Linked DNA regions of Cricetulus griseus: region 2 is linked to region 1. The links are chromatin contacts, called in public Hi-C maps. All regions are on one chromosome and are shown on one strand. Each heading gives the region's core, a stretch centred on a gene start, on an enhancer-like site or on the middle of the called end of the contact. The rest is flanking DNA. Distances are from core to core; before and after follow the strand shown.

Region 1 (2,856 bases), core at 67-2,566:
TCCCAAGTGCCTTGACTTGACCATTAGAAATCCTTGCACACTCACTCGGGAGGCAAAGACAAGGAGATCTCTGTGAGTTCGAGGCCAGCGTCTACAGAGCGAGTTCCAGGACAGGCTTCAAAGCTACAGAGAAACCCTGTCTTGGAAAAAAAAAAAAAATCCTTGTTTCTAGGCTTTCCCAGCCGACACAGGGAAGTCCTTCAGGACCAGAATCAACGCCCCTGTACCTCAATCAATGTACAGATGCCATCACGCGGGCAGGCAGACGAGGAGCCCTGGTCTGATGGAAAAAGGACAACCAACTTGATGGACATTCAGACAGATGACCTAGGGGCATATATATCCTGGGTCTCACTGCAGTTAGGAGCTGGCAACCTGTGGCTTGTAGGAGAACATCAAAAACTATGATCAAGATAAAGGAGGTTTGATGGCACTGCATTCACTATCATGAATGCATATCTTATCACGTATTCCCTTGAAGGTAAAGGAGGAAGCAACTCGAACGTGGAGCGATCCAGGGGGAAAGCCTACAGAAGGACAGACAAGGTGATGGATGAGAGTGAAGGAACTCGTACACCAGTCAAGACGAGGTTCCGTTCTGCCACGTCGCGAGGACTTTTCAGAAGGAGCCAAGAAGCAACCAGATTCTGACTGATTGCCGGGTACCCTCTACCAGCAGAAGAAAAACACACCGGATGAGCACCTGGCTACTACGCGTGCGTACTGCAAGCACCGCGGCGCATGCGCATCGATGCCGTCCAGCCCACCTGGTGACGCGAAGTGCACGTAGGCGGGGACCGCTTCTCGGGCTCTGCTAGGTCGGGCTCCACGCGTAAAGGCTGTGTTGACGCGGAGCAGGACTGGAGAGCTGAGCCCTTGGTGGGTGGTCGCCCTCTGTCTCCGGGGACGTCACTGCCTCCGCCGAGGGGCTTGAGGGCGCCGTGCAGGGTAAGCGGGGCCAGCGGGGTGTGCTTGCCGGGATGACTGAGTGCGATGGGTCTCCCAAAGCGCGAGTGACAGAGTTCCCCGTGATGCGGGTTCAAGTGCCTGGCACCTCCCTGTGCCAGGCGGCAGCTCCTGGGGGGTGACCTCAGGGTCACTTGCGCTCCCGGTCCTTGCATTTTCGTTCCTCTGCGTGGTCCTTGCACGTTTCCACTACACGGTGGTACTCGGGCGGTGCTGTGAGCTACACTGCTGTAGGCCAAGCAGCAGGGGTCTCTGCCCGAGAGCAGCCCACTGCCCTGCGCCATCCATCCATTCATTCGGCCGCCCGGTGTGTGCTGACCCGCCCCTAGCGGAGCTAGGCCTAGGCCCCACCCCTCCTACGCTGCACAGTCCAGCTAGGGGGCTCAGGAAACTGAGGAAGTCCTGTGTTCAGAAGGTGGGGCCGATGGTGACCCAGAAAAGCCTGTCAGGGGTCGGGGTGGTTCTGCCTAAGTTGATGTGTGGCCACAGGTGCTTCAGGCTAAAGGAGGGAGAGGTCCTGATGTAGACACCCAGAATGTATATGGGTGGAGAATCCGAGGGAACGGGAGCAGCGGGAAGTAATTGGGCGGTTTTGAGGCTACACTGCTGAGTAGGTTACAGCAAACACAGCCCTTCACACACTGAATCTGTCCAAAGGAATCAGGCGCCTGAAAATACCTGGGCCTTTTATATCTCTCCAGGCACTTGTACCCCACGGTCGTGTGTGGTAAGCCATACATCCTACATCACAGGGAGTATAGCAAAGTCTTCATAGCCACAATAAGAACATCTCAGACACCCACGAAGGAGATTTTCCCAGGGAGAGGTAGATGAATGTGATTACAGGGGTTTTCTTGGGGCACTGCAGAGCCTTGGAGGGGGCTGAATAGCATTGAGGGGAGGTTTCCCTATCCCTGTTACCAGTGAATTAACAATGTAGCCCTTGAAAAATTCAGCAAGCATAATGGTAAGTCTAAAAAAATTGAGGGGTTTTCGTCCCTCTCCTTCTGCCCTGGGGAGGAGTGTAGGCTAATGTGGTGTGTATCTGAGCCCTTCTGGAGGCTCATAGATAGAACGTGAGAGGCACACAGCTCTTTGTATACTTAGTCTGAGGTAGGTACCCACCCACGGAGGCATGGCAGCAGCCTGCAAAAGACATTACAGGGCCATTCATGTATAGGGTTTATTCTTTTCTCCAAGAAAAGATTTTCTACAACTACCAGAAGAAATTGGTGGTACTTCGTTAGTGGTCTTTGTTTTGGGACACATATTTAGCGTGTGCAGCAGTCATTTGCAATCATGGCTTGGTTCCTGTACTTTAATGCATACCAGGAAAACTCTGGCTGCTGCCAGTTCAAATCAGAGGGAGCTTAGTTCTGAGATCATTCGTCCCCTCCTCCCCTCCTAATGCCACACCTGCTACGTTCTCTGACTCCAGTCTACCTGACAGGAAGTGAACCTCTCCAAGCCACCTGTTTGCCTCTGTGTGCCACTTCCTGTTCTGCTTATTTCCCACTTGGCTTTACTTCTGCCTGCTGCTTGCTTTTTTGTCTGTTTATTTATTTGTTTGTTTGTTTTTAAAACCCTGTTCTGTAACTAAGCTTGAGTTGTTTTCCTCGACAAGCCTTTGGGGAGTCTGATCAGTTTGCCACCACTGGGCGTTAAATATGGCTGCAGAAAAGTGATTGGTCCTTCCTGCAAGTGCCTTAGCTACTGACAAACACTTCAACAACAGAATTAAGTTGATATGTTTGGAGTTGGGCCTCTGAGACATGGAGGTGCCTGTGGACCGACTGGTCTGTCTGGTCCTGGTCCTGTGCCCCCTGGGTATGTGTTCAGTTTGGATTGTTAATATCCTGTGTACATGCCATGATTGTAGGTCTGTGGACT
Region 2 (2,788 bases), core at 199-2,698, 140 kb before region 1:
AAGACAGAAGAAAACATTTACAAACATCGAAGTCAAAACCATGTAAGCACAAATGTAAGACACTGGGAAAAAAAATCAGGTGGAAAGAGACAATTTTGGATCTAATTTGTAGTCATTAAGGAAGTAGTCCCCACAGAAAACTAAAGAAAAAATATAATTAAATATGTCCCTTTGCCTGGGGATCAGAAGTGTCACAGCAGCTGTTCTAAATGTTGGGCCCATCTACCAAGGGTCCCCATGTACAGGGTGCCCTGGCTTCAAAACACTGTACCTGAGTAGGGCCCTCAACTGCTCCATCCTTTTTCCTTCTTCTCCTAGTTTCTGCCGTTTTGCCTGTCCATCCTAAAGACTCACCAGCCACTAGTAATTACTTCACAATATCCACAATAAGCAGGGTGAACAATTTGTTCCAAATCTACCCACATTTAGCAAGGTGAGTCCTAGAAAAAGGGACCTCAAAGCAACCTAAAATGGCTGATCTCCCTAGTCAAGACCCATACTAGCACTTTCCTGTTCCTCAACAAACTCCTTTCCAAAGCCAAAGCATGTTTTATGTTCATCTTATTATCATAGTCAATAAAGCTCACCATCAGAAGCAAAAAACTGTCTGTCATCCAGTATGTACCACACTGCTAGTGACCAAGTAAATACTATCAATATTTCTAGCACATAAGTTAATTCCACAACTTGGAGGCTGATCTAAAATTTCAAAAAAAAAAAAGCCTGAAAAATGAATTTTAAATGTCTTATATTAGGGCTTAAGGAGCATGCTTAGCCTTTAGCTAATAAGAGCATTCTTAAATACTGTAAGAGTGGGGCCAAAAGGGGGGAAAACCCTTTAGAGAATTACTAATCGTCAGTAACTACTGTCCCTATCAGAAAAACTGCCAACAATGTCATGTCGGTTCTCTTCTCCGAGGTGAGGACTACAGACTGCACCTACAGTAGGTGCAGAAGAGGATCTTCGCAGGAGAGAGACCCCGCATCTTTTCTGACTCCCCTTCAAGGAAAGTGTCAGGCTGGGCAGTGGCCGGGCGGCTGTCCCAGGAGTAACAGAGGATCCAGCAAGGACAAGTCGGGAAGATGCCAGAAGGCGATGACTCCAGCGGCTGGGGTGCGAGGAGGGACAGGGAAGGCCGGCAGCAACGCGAGGGCGGACAGCCCGGGTGCGCGCGAGGCCTCGCCCCGCAGATGCCTCCTTTGGGTCAGAACCCCGGACCTCGGTCAAAGTGGGGCTAATGAAGAGGCTTCTCGTCCACGGAGAGGATGGTCCCCGTTCAGGTTCGGCCTACCTGCCCTCCTTGACCTCCGGGGCCTGGCCATCGTCCGTGACGACCTGCGGCCGCAGGGGCCGGCGCTGCCGCAGCCCATCTGCCTCGCTCATCTTGCAAACGAATGACTGGCGCCACCGCCTCCGCCGGAACTCAGCAGCACGGGTTCCAGAACCGCCCCACGCACACACACCCCGGCGCGCGGAAATGACGTGCGCCTAGCGGCTGAGATGCATGGGGGCCCCGCCCCTTTCGGGAGATTGGCACCGCGGCGTGTCACCACCCCCCCAGCCTTGGCGAACGGCCGCTGGAGAACGGTGAAGGTTCTCCTTCATCCCAAGCCTGGATGCTGAGGCCGCAGCCGGGGTCTCCCTCACGTCTGTGTGCTGGCCTTGATGTCTGCAGTAACACGCGTGAAAAGAGAGGATGCCACTGATTCTTCACCAACTGTGTGAAAAATGACGCGTCCATCCCCTTGGAGTGCAATAATCCCCACCTGAAAATCACTCTTTTCTGAAACGATTTCCGCAAAGGTTCAAAATGTTTCCTTTTGGTTAAGATCAGATGTTGACTACTAGATCTAAAAGTGGTTATACAACAGACATTTGAATTTCTAAAGGGAGTTATCTTTAAGTAAAGACAGGACCAAGCAGAAAAGACCGCTAATAACAAAACTCTAGGAATCATGAAGCAAGCAGCAGGTGGTGCGTCCACAGCATTACAACGAATCAAACATGCTCCAGCAGCCGAGGTGAGCACACCACAGATAAAGCCCCTCCTTTCTGGAACTAATGGGAGCCATGACTTCAATAAATGTAAATTGTAATACAGTGGTGGCTTTAAAGAAAGAAACTTGACCTTGTGGAAGCATTTGACCAGTGAAGGAATGGGATATGAGGGTAGGATTGGGAGGGAAAGGCAAGGAAGAGAAACCTTTCAGGCGGAAGACACAAAGTCCTGTCACTTTACGGCACTGGGAATGATCTCTAGGATACACGTGTTCAAACTGCAGCCACTAAAATTTTCTTGCTACACTTTGGAGGTTTTGCAAAAGCATACATGCCATTATCTTCAACACGAGATGGCGCTAGAATGCCACCCTAATGTTCTACTTTTCTTCTCGCTTGAGGGAAGTGGAGATTTCTTAACACCCAATTCTGTAGGGATCCCAGGTTATATAATTCAGGCCTTGACACCATTCTACTTGATTCCATCATTGAAGACAGACAGTATCATGGGTAATTTTAACAAATGTGTGATCTGGCACCTTCCTGCTTGCCTGGATAGCTTGCCATTTCTGATTCCATGTCTCTGACCTTGTCATATTTATTCTTATTTCCTTATGATACATTTTTCTTTCACCTCCACCTAAACCTTTTTTTATAATCCAGAATCTACTTCAAGTATCATTGCTGAAAATCTCTTCTTCAATCCCCAGAGCATCTTTCTCTCTGGGAAGCTCTTTGACCATTCCTGACCTGTCCCCAGAAGCCTATTACATCAGTTATGTGTAGCTC

What was found. A called contact is a pair of places that touch in the nucleus more often than the background predicts.
Region 2: a contact with region 1 is called in a Hi-C map of liver, with 2.7 times the contacts expected there. The contact joins the promoter of Apmap here to the enhancer-like site in region 1. A contact is called at or near these places in 6 of 8 Hi-C or Micro-C datasets (the CHK-Q cell line, the CHL-YN cell line, the CHO-K1 cell line and 2 more).

The regions. Positions count from the first base shown.
Region 1 is chr6:28,945,946-28,948,801 of CriGri-PICRH-1.0, reverse strand. No RefSeq gene overlaps it. Among named protein-coding and RNA genes, the nearest start is that of Entpd6, 2.9 kb to the right of the region's middle. Within about 2 kb of position 1,316, at least 1 of the 6 cell types and tissues checked has open chromatin away from gene starts, as enhancers often do.
Region 2 is chr6:29,089,358-29,092,145 of CriGri-PICRH-1.0, reverse strand. It overlaps Apmap (adipocyte plasma membrane-associated protein), which reads right to left and starts at 1,448. Exons shown (of 9, transcript XM_027421564.2): 1 at 1,293-1,448. The coding sequence starts at 1,384.